Linked DNA regions of Zea mays: all the other regions are linked to region 2. The links are chromatin contacts, called in public Hi-C maps. All regions are on one chromosome and are shown on one strand. The core of a region is the stretch at or near the end of the contact, and the rest is flanking DNA. Distances in the headings are between cores, read along the strand shown. Region 1 holds the start of LOC100280358. Region 2 holds the start of LOC100383696. Region 3 holds the start of LOC100273239.

Region 1 (3,752 bases), core at 1,171-3,670, 550 kb before region 2:
GGAATCATTTTTATGTTTTTTTTAAAAAATGGTTACACCCATTACGATGAGACACTTGGGTGCTCACGTCACAGTAATCCATGCCAGGCTAATTGAAAATGTAATACTCGTCACATGGTAGCAAGAGCACATTATTCTATTCATTTTGCGCTCTGGCATATACATAATCATATCAAGAAAATTGCCAGTAAAAGAACATGAACCCCAATCCCACCACAGTATATGGTAACACGATAAATAACAACTTAATCCCTTTAGGCAATATATAGGAACCAATGCACCTTCCAAGCCCTTGCATTCACATTGAAGCAGCAGTCTAAACTGAACTCCCTCAATAAAACGAAGTAAATTTAATAAGAAAAGCAAGTAAACTCAAGTATCAACTTAGCAGTGATTTCTCTATAAAAAGAAATGTTAGACCCTAGGGGTGTAGAATAATTTAATTTCCATGGGTAATTTGGGAGAAGAACAAAGGCTTACATAGCCTTGAAAGACCAACCCTATCTTCATGCTCTTGACCACCTCATCAGTGATCTCCATGCTCACCCTAGGTGGACTTGTCATGGCAGCAACCAGCAAACCCTCCAAAAAGCTTTATGACAATAAGCAGCGACTAGTCAATCAGGTACCAGGGATATGGCCTTGGCAACTGAAGAACCTAATGAAACCATAGATGGATGGATTCGGATCAGTAGCGGCACAGAAATTCATGATAAAGCAGACTGAGAATCCAACCATGAGAAGAACTGGATACGTCCAATCAAAGAAAGGAATTATCACCAATAAAAAAACGAAGAAATCAAGGTCGGGATCGGGATGGATGGATTCAGATTTGTAGATGTAAGCGAATCCGCAACAAAATGAGTGGGAATCCAACTCTAAGAAGAACAAAATCCATCCAAGCAAAGGAAGGAGTGCTCACCAGCAGAAGGACCAGCACCAGCCAATCCAGGCCAGGATGGATGTATCTCTCCTCAACTAGGCCGAAGGAGCAGTGGCGCTGTGGCGGCGTGAGGAGCGGGTGGAAGAGAGAAAGCGAGGGACTAGCGGGCATCTGCTTGGCTACAGCAGCATAGGGTTCTCGAGGGCTATTTGGTTTGGATCCCCGCAAGCCTTCACAAGTTTGGCAACACCAAAGAAATTTTGCTAGCATTTTGATAGCTACCAAAATTGGTGTGTACAATGCTATCAGTAAGCTGTCCACCAGTTCATTTGCGCATGGAAGCCATTTGCCTGCCAAAAATATTGGCTGCGCAAATGGACAGAGTACTGGTGCAGTGGTGCTACCAAATCAGCAGCATTAAATGTTGAACTCGTGGATCATCTGGCTTCAAAGGATCACACATAAACCGTGCACCAGTTTGGGGACCATTGTCACTACTGACTTCCCTGCTATGAAATCTAAAAAAGAAAATGTCCCACTTACTATATACTAGTAAAGAAACATTGGATGATAATTGAGTCCTACATGTCGAAATCACAAACGCAGCAAGCTTTGGCATCATTGGCTCATTGCTGTCCAAACACCATTATTTTCTTCAAGTTTGGCATCACCAAAGTATGACAGGGATGACACGTGTCTCGGTTCATGGCAATAATGATAGGCTTCGAAGGAGAAATTCGGGAGGAACTGGAAAGAGAGAGTGACTGAGTTTGATAATTATTTGGGAGCAGGGGAACCGAAGCAGCATTTAGCATGTTCTGGCTGTTCAATGTTCAAGCTGTACTATGTTCTACCCCCATAGGATTTAACTATATATGCGTCCGTTAAGAATGTGACGTGTTGAAATGCCTTTTTTTTAGCAAATGACAGAAATTTATCATTGCTGAAAATTTAACGTTCCTTGACCCGATGGCGATTTCGCCACTTATTGGGCAGCAACAAGGCTATTTTGTCCATGGTCAAGCATATGAATTGGACTGGAGAAGAAAACAGGCTACTCACGTAGTCTCGGCAGTCTCTTAAGCATCTCGTTCGTGATCTCCATGCTCAACCCTTGGGCCAGGTGCCGGCCGACTGCCGACCCAGTAAACGGCACGGGTGAACACATGTACACCCGATGTTTTTTTGCAAAAAGAAAAAGGGAAAAAAAAAGAGAGCAAAGTTAGTGGACACAATACTACATACACCACATTTGTAGTTTGGAACAAATCCGAATAAAACAAACAGTTAGGGTTTGGTGCTAGGCTTCGTAGAGCAGGAAGGGAAGAGATGGGGCGGTCGTACATGGTGGTGGTGGTGTGTTAGTCGACGGCGAAGGGCCCCGCGAAGCACATGGAGGCTGGAGCGTAGGGCGGCGCGGCGGTCGTCGAGCCGTCGCCGAGGGAGAGAGAACGCGGGGCGGGGTGAACGGCGCCACGGCGGTGGAGGCGGGCTGTCCGCCGTTGTTTTTCCTGAGCCGTGCTTTTCATGGCCCTTCCTTTTCTCCACGCAATTGTTTTTCTAGTTTGGTGCATTTTATACATATTCCTCCGTGTTCCAAATCCCAGTAGTTTAGGAATTGTAGGATCTAAAATCATCTTTTTATCCAAAATTAAATAAGAAGAAGATTCCAGTCTCTTCAATCTCTTTCAAATTTGTGGCTCCTAATTCCTAAACTAGCACTAAGGCTGTCTTCTTTGCCGGACCGAACTTTTTACAATTTAGCCTCTTTTTAGAAAAAAAATTCACATTTAAACCCTTGGTCAAACCGACGGCTAGCACGGCTTGATTGAGGCTAGCACAAGCTGACACACCTACGAGCCGTCACACCAAGCCATCATATTTAAACATGGAAACAATTTTTAATACTCCCTCCGTTTCTTTTTATTAGTCGCTTGCACTATCCAGTGACTAATAAAAAGAAACGGAGAGAGTATAAGACATGGATGCTGCAGCAAGGCAAAGCGTGCCGACTCATCAAATCACGGGTGACACATGGGTGCTGCACCAAGGCAAGGCAGCAAGCAAAAAGATACACCTGCACGTCATCTAGTCTACGCACACTGCCACTCGTATTTTTGTGGATGTCAATCAAACTAGAACAAGCGGCGCCCCCCCCCCCCCACACTGAAAAATATAAATACATAATTGTACACGCTATAATCAAATTAAATAGAGGAGGTACTAAATCTCAAATCAAATTTGTTTAGTTCAGAGAGAAAGAAAACAGATATTCAACATAACATAGAACATAGATAGCTCGAAAATAATTCACATTAAAGTTGTAGCACCGCACTTAAACGTGCACCATAGCATGACGTTGAGGCTTGTTTCAGCTGGAAACTGGTCCAAAATAAAATTATATGATCCAAGTTTACGTCTAGTCGATATAGTGGGGAACAGGCACCCAAACCAGAGGTATTTACAAGGTACCTAGAGCCAACTCTTGGCCGACATAATCCAGACAGCTAGGCACAAACATTACGCAACTACAAGTGCAGAGCCATTTCATCTACTAAAGCCAGCTGAACAATCCATCCACAAAAGCGATAAATAGAGGTGACCAAGATGTACATCCATAAAAGGCAAGACATCATTTGTGACGTGTTCAGACTGCAGATTTGTCAAGGCTGGAAACAAATATAAGAATGTGAGTATAAAGTTCCATAATATTATGCGCTGGGTCTTTGAAGTTAATGTTATACCAAAGAAAGATATTAAGCACATGTATACAACCTCGAGGCTAAACAAACAGGGTCTTGATCGCAAACCAATAGCTTTAGGCAGTTTACTGAGGCAAGAAAGATATGATTATGCAGCTGCCTATAGA
Region 2 (3,247 bases), core at 395-2,894:
CAAAATTATAATGTAATTTAGTCTCAAGTCCCCAAAAGAACATGTAAACAAATCAGTTGTTCGAACTGCTGCAGCTGCAATCCATAAAGACAAAACACTGTAGAAGTAGTAGAAGCCGATACGGGTTAAATCCAAATGAAAGAAGCCTTCACCTTGTCAAAATCATCAAGATCAGTTGGATTCAAAGTCATCCTGTTCTCCATCATTGTTGTATTTAGCCAGCTGAAAAGGACAGGGGAAGAAATGAAAGTAAATATCAGGATAATTTTCTTTTCCCTCAAATGATTAAATTTAGCTGCAATCCTTTCGGAGCAAAGATTGTACACCTTATACTTTCCCTGTAACACAATGATTAAATTAGAAGACTAAAATGCATGACTAGTTCAAAGTTCCTTACATTTCTTATTGTGTTACACAAAAGCCCTCAAATGCATGGTCTCTTTATAATTAAGAATATAGACTTCTCACTTACCTAGCCGCCTAAAATACTGGAAACTAACTAGACAAACAATGCACTTAAGCACATTAACTTCCTTTTTGTAAAAAGGAAAAGGCAATACACGTACCAGGAGGGGAAAGGAATTTTGGAAATACATGGGGACAAAATAAGGCATGCTTTAGACAAGATGAAATGCATAACCATATAATCTAGGGCAATGTGGCGAGGGGGAGGGAGTGTTAAGTAAGCATTAACCCAAATAGTCTTATACTGCTCCTCATTTCATGAAAAAACATGCATATTCTATGAATTTTAAAATTGTTAATATGTATATTATTCATGAGAAAGATGATCATGAACCAAAAAAAGATCTGGGCGCATTCATATTTATATTTCAAAGTAAAAATGAAGAAACTAATGACAAAAAGACGGGCCCAGTGCTGACGGTTTCCACATGAGTGGGGTCTGAGGAGGAATAATCGATGCAAGCCTTACCCTGCATTTTGCCGAGAGGCTGCATCGAACCTAGGACCTTTGCTCAGTGGGAAGGCTTCTCGCCACTTCGCGGCCTGCCCTTCAATGAAGAAGAAAATAGTGATTAAGAGGGGAACTTCAAACCGTATTCTCCGGTAGAATTCGGTAGTCAACTAAAACAGATTATTCATTTATACGTTACATCCCTACTACTAACACCAAAAATATCTTTCTAAAGTTATCCATGTCTCATTCTCAGAGGATGAGTTACGAAGAGGCTTGCTCTATTGAACCTAGTCCTTGATTGCCAAAGCTGGCCCGTGCTACATTAATAACATGAAGACAATGCAGTAAGTTCAAGGTATGGTGGTGTAGAAAATGGACAAGAATAACAATACCAACAATATGAATTGTGTCACCCAGGAAGCATTTATGTTAATTTTGAAGCAGTTTAATAACCGAAGAGTCCAAACCCCAAACAGTGAGAGAGGACGGAAGACAACATTCACAACGACCCCTTGACCATGGGCCTTCGTGGGCGTTGTTTGCCTAAGAAGGCGACGACTTCCTACCTGGGGGCGGAGGCGAGAGCGGCGGCGAAGTGATCGAATTCCGGAGGCGAACTGCGTCTCGGAGGAGCGCCGGCGCAGGAGGTGGTGGGCTGGTGACAGAGGGCGGCGTGGGAGAGACGGCGCCGACGAGAACTAGCAAGGAACAAACACGACAGAGGGCGGCTACGAGGTCCGGTGGGCCGAGGCGAGGCGAGGCGCAGTTGGCAACGCACCACGCGATCTACTACCAACTGCTTGCCATACAACCAAACATGGGCCCCCGGACGAGGATTAGCAGCCCAACCGAAATGAAAGCAAAGTCTCTATGCTCCGATTGTACTTTCGGTTGTAAAAGGAGGAAGCCTGTGCCGGTGACATGATGTCATCAAAAATGAAAGCAATATATAGTACATTAGCAAATATATATATATATATGACGTTATTAACTTAGAACTAGTAAAGTAAAAAAACAATGCACTTAAGAAATACTGAATTAGGTTTAACTTTCAAAGCTTAAATGTGAAGCTGCAATTGTAAAATCAAGAGTAAGATGACATTATCATGTCACCGGCACGGCACAGGCTTCCTGCTCCGATTGTACTTTTCTGCTCCGTGTAACCAGACATTATCAAGCCAATAATACATCTCTATGCTTAGATGATCCATACATAACTTAATCACCAGGACCAAGGTGTTCATTGCTACAAACCAGATGTTCACCTCGAAGGGCCGCAACAACGTCAATGGAGGGTGCTGTCTAGTAGCATGGGATAAGGTCGAGAGGACCACTTGATCTTTGGTAGATTTGGAATTCTCAACCTAGAATTTATGGGTTTGGGCGTTGCAGATTTGATGGTTGTGGTTCCAAAAGGTACAAAGACACGCTGCGTATTCGAGGAAAAAAAGAGTGTGTGGTAATTCATATCCTCTTTGCTTGCTGGATAAAAAGAACTATATAGGCTTTGCTGATATAAAAATGGGTGATATCTTCCATTAGTCTAAAAACAAGCAGGCCCTGTTATATCCAACATCTACTGACCAACGGAGATAAAGGCAGCAAGTAATTTCACAAACTATGCCTTGTCAAACTATAGGCTGAGATTCACAAAACATCTATCTATAATACAGCACAACTACACTAAAATTTCAGTAATCAAATAATACATGTAGACAAAATCAACGCGGTACCTGTTTGGGATGTGCCGTCAGAGAGCATCGCGGACAGGGGGCGTGCGCGCCGAGGCGGGGGACATGTGGTGTGGACATCCTACTTACGTTCTTAATAGTAGTATATATAATATAGATAACAAGTCATGCCAGCAGCAAAATCTTGCCTGATCACAGCTTACTCTTTTATTTTACCAGGGGATAGCAAACTCCTTCCTTCCCAGAACTACAGAATTCACATCATTCTCATGCTTGGGATGATGAGCGAACGAACGGTTGGAGCACACGGAATATGGTTTGTTTTGGATTATAATCTATTTAGATTATATAATCCAACAAATTATGAAGTAACTTAGTTCATAATTTGTTGGATTATATAATCTGGACATATTATAATCCCAAACAAACACGCAGTTAGTAGCTGTATCATCGAACAAGTATGGCAATTTCTATGAACTTCAACAAAAAAGGCTCAGCACACGTACAGATATATAACATTAGCAAGGCAGACAATTACACGAAACATAGGCTTAACTGTTATTATACAGGCAAAGCAAAAGGAATAATTTCATTCCCATTGAATCAGATCAGAAGCCGGAGCACAACCCTGTTTGTC
Region 3 (3,416 bases), core at 26-2,525, 620 kb before region 2:
GATGTGTCCAGGTCCAAAGGGTCCAGGGACTTGATCTCCTGGGTTCTTCAGATGAAGTCTGAGAGGAAGGAAGAGCAGATTTTCGACAGCCTGATATGGAGCAAGGCGCATGAGAAGCAGCTGCTGTCTGTCCTCGAGACGGCGTGCAAGTGCATCAGCGCTGATCCTCGGCAGCGCCCGTCGATTGAGCAAGTTGTGAGCTGTCTTGACAACAGTGTGTGAGCAGCGCCATGACACCATGCTGATTGCCAGTTTCTTCCTTTTTTTTCTTAATCAGACAAATGCTAGCCTAGGAGGTATTGACATGAGAGAAGAACAGAGTAGAGAAAAAGGCAATCTGAGCAAATTCAGACAATGCAGGTGCAGGCTAGGCATGGTGCCGTGCTAGGATTATATTAGCTTACCAGAAAATAACTTGGGTCTTGTTTTCCTTCTCAGTAACTCAGTGCTGTGTAGAAATATATAAACAAAATTCCCCATATCAATCCCTGTTTTATGAGCTGCTGTGCCTCAGATGGTTTATCCTGTGAATACAATGCTGAATTTCATCATCTCAGGGTAGTGATGTTTTCGCCATGAATTTTTCCAGTTGTGTGATAATTTCGTACACTGATCGTTTTCCTGATTTGTCGTTGTTCCCGATTAGCTAGGAATCCAGATACTATTGTCATGCCACTGGATCTGGAACTGATGTTGAACTTTTTGGCTAACAGGCTTGAGTGTGCAGGAGGTCTAAAACTAAGGTCTATGGTCTTCACTTCACATATTTATCAACATCACTAGATAGTCTAGAGTAATTGTAACTTCTATGAGAGATCTACGCTTCTGTCAGTTACAAAAGGAGACAAAAGTGTGGTATGGCAAAGGGAATACATAGCAATATCACACGCAGGGAATATAGAAAGCTGACGATTCGTTTCATCAAAAGACAGAAAGAAAAAGCTTGGAATTCGTTTCCGAAAGAAAAAGGTTGGGAACTTGCTCGAAAACATAGGAGTACCAAAACTTAGGAGCAATTTGGTTGTCGTTGTTAATGAAGCTAAAACATAGGAGCATCAGTATAGCAACAGCCAACAGAGAGTGGAGAGAGAGGACATAATTCTATGAGAACCTCTTGTTTGTCTGTCCAAATCCAAAAGAGAGGTGTCCCCACGTAGCCTGATGACATTATCCACCAGGAAAAGGAGAAGAGCCCGTGGCCGTGGCCTGGCCCCAGCTCCCAGCCCCAGCCAACAAAAGAGAAGCCCGGCCCGAACTCTCCTTCCATCGGCCGTCGACCGATCCGTCTCCACTCCAGGTTCACTTCGCCTCTCCCTCGCCCTCTCTCTCTCCTTGCTTCTACCCCTCTCCCCTCCAGGCTCCAGGTGCCCTACCGCCGGACCGGCGCCCGCCTCATGAAGGCCAAGGCATCCGCCGCCGCCGCCGAGGTAACCATCGCGGCCCGCATATTCATCTTTCTCCTTTTTATTTTACACTCCGGTCGGTTCATGAAAACATAGCTAGGGTACCTACCTCCGGTTCTTGAGAACAAAATTGCCGCTTTGTGTACTCGTACTCCAGATTCACAATTATTCTCCACATCGTTTAGGGCCATGTGTTTTCCACCTCGTTGGTAACAATTAGAGAAACTCGGAATCCGGAAGCCACGCCAAAAACGAAATTAACTGTCAGATTGAGGCGCCGATTCTCCAACCGCGTGTATTTGCCTCATTAGATTTTTTTTTTGTTTGCTACTAGGATGACGCCGAACCCAAGAAGATCCGGTCCTCACGCAGTAAGCACCGCCGACGCCGTCACAGCCGCTCCTCCTCTAGGTCCGAATCTCCGCCCCGCAAGCGCTCCAAGAAGAACAGCAAGAGGATTCCTGACAAGAAGAGCAAGAGGAGCAAGGGCAGCCGCGGCGGCAGCCTTAGACGTCGGCACCATAGTCTTAGCCATAGCCGTAGCCTTAGTAGCAGCCCTTCCTCAGTAGCCCGACGCAGCAGCTCCTCATGTAGCAGCAGCAGCGCCTCTGAGAGGTCGGTGAGCCCGCCACCCAGGAGCAGGTCCAGAGATGTAAGGAGGAAAAAGGGCAGAGGGAGGGGCAGGGAGAGGGATCGTAAGGGGAGAAAGTTGCGGAGATCGGCAAGTTCATCTAGCATCTCAGCAAGCAGTGGCAGTAGCAGGAGCAAGAGCAGGAAGCGGATGACTGTTGGTGGCACTAAGGATCGCGCTACAACTACAAGGGATAAGATGGAAAAGGGCTACACTGATCGCCGTTCTTGTCGGTCTGTCATGAACGTGGACGAGCACGTTGATGGGGATGAAGACAGGCTCGCCATTGCCAAGGTGGTGGACAATGATATTGACAGGCACAAGAAGAATTTGGAATCGGAGAGCTCACCTTCCAAGAATGCCAATACAACAGAAGAGAAAGTACCTGCAAGTGGTGGAAATTCAGATGCCCAGGATCTGGAGCTGATTCTTAGGCAGAAAGCTCTTGAAAACTTCAGAAAGTTCAGGGCAGCAGCGACCATGGGAGGCAAAACAGACAGTGGAGCTGCAGGGAAGGAAGCATCAATAGACGATAGCGTACACAATGCTGGCATGGAGGTTGCTGATGCCACACATTCTCAGAGTCAGGAAACCAGTCTTGGAGCGAGGTATTCTGCTGGATCACCTAGATCACAGAATTTTGGGAATGGTGCGAATCGTTCTTGGAAGCAGGACAACGGTGCTGGCATGAGTTGTGGTGGATCACCCGGATTACTTGAGCCTGCTGAGACTGGTGGCCCGACTCAACTGAAGGGAAGAGCAGAAGAATCAACTCGTTTGGCTTCTCAGTTTTTGTCACCACGGGATGCCAGGAATGGCCGCAGTGTAATGCAAAGGCTGGCGCCCCCTCCAGGTAGTTCTGCTAGTGTAAACCAAATGTTAGGAAGCAGTGCAGGGCTGAATCATGTCGATGGAGCTCCAAGGGTTAGATCAGTTGTGAGCATACCCGCTAGGGAAAGGCTTGATGGTAGCACACATACTACACCCCTTAGCCCCAGTGAGGATTCTTCCCCTGTTGAAAGCGGCGGCAAAGTTGGACTCCCTCTGAATGACACTAACAAGGCTGAAGGAACCAATGGAGAGAACAGAAAAACAAGTGAAGCTTCGGCCTCTGACGGTTCCGTATTGTCACCTACCGAAGACAAGAGCCAGGCTAGTATTGAGGGTAAAGATAGTTTTCAGAAGAAGACTTTCTCTAGAATGCATGATGGAGAGACGGTGGAGGTGAGGAACAGACCTCCACTGTTGGTTCAGGTGCCTTTAATTGGCATGCTGAAACTATATCCATCCAATCTAATTCATTTCTCTCTCTTTTTTTATAGGTGAGCTACAAAGTCTACATACCCAAGAGGACCCCAGCCCTTGCAAGGAGGAAACTGCAG

Evidence for each region. A called contact is a pair of places that touch in the nucleus more often than the background predicts.
Region 1: a Hi-C map of ear shows a contact between it and region 2, with 5 times the contacts expected there. The contact joins the promoter of LOC100280358 here to the promoter of LOC100383696 in region 2. A contact is called at or near these places in 2 of 25 Hi-C or Micro-C datasets (ear and tassel).
Region 3: a Hi-C map of ear shows a contact between it and region 2, with 4 times the contacts expected there. The contact joins the promoter of LOC100273239 here to the promoter of LOC100383696 in region 2. A contact is called at or near these places in 5 of 25 Hi-C or Micro-C datasets (ear, leaf, leaf mesophyll and 1 more).

Annotation. Positions count from the first base shown.
Region 1 is chr7:1,468,605-1,472,356 of Zm-B73-REFERENCE-NAM-5.0, forward strand. It overlaps LOC100280358, which reads right to left and starts at 2,421. Exons shown (of 10, transcript NM_001153284.1): 1 at 1,946-2,421.
Region 2 is chr7:2,017,960-2,021,206 of Zm-B73-REFERENCE-NAM-5.0, forward strand. It overlaps LOC100383696, which reads right to left and starts at 1,645. Exons shown (of 4, transcript NM_001176333.1): 1 at 1,486-1,645; 2 at 935-1,008; 3 at 153-222; 4 at 1-74. The coding sequence starts at 43. LOC103631880 (sister chromatid cohesion protein SCC2) reads right to left here. Exons shown (of 27, transcript XM_020541428.3): 27 at 3,104-3,247.
Region 3 is chr7:1,400,567-1,403,982 of Zm-B73-REFERENCE-NAM-5.0, forward strand. LOC100273239 reads left to right here and starts at 1,276. Exons shown (of 3, transcript NM_001147681.1): 1 at 1,276-1,427; 2 at 1,738-3,258; 3 at 3,357-3,416. The coding sequence starts at 1,395.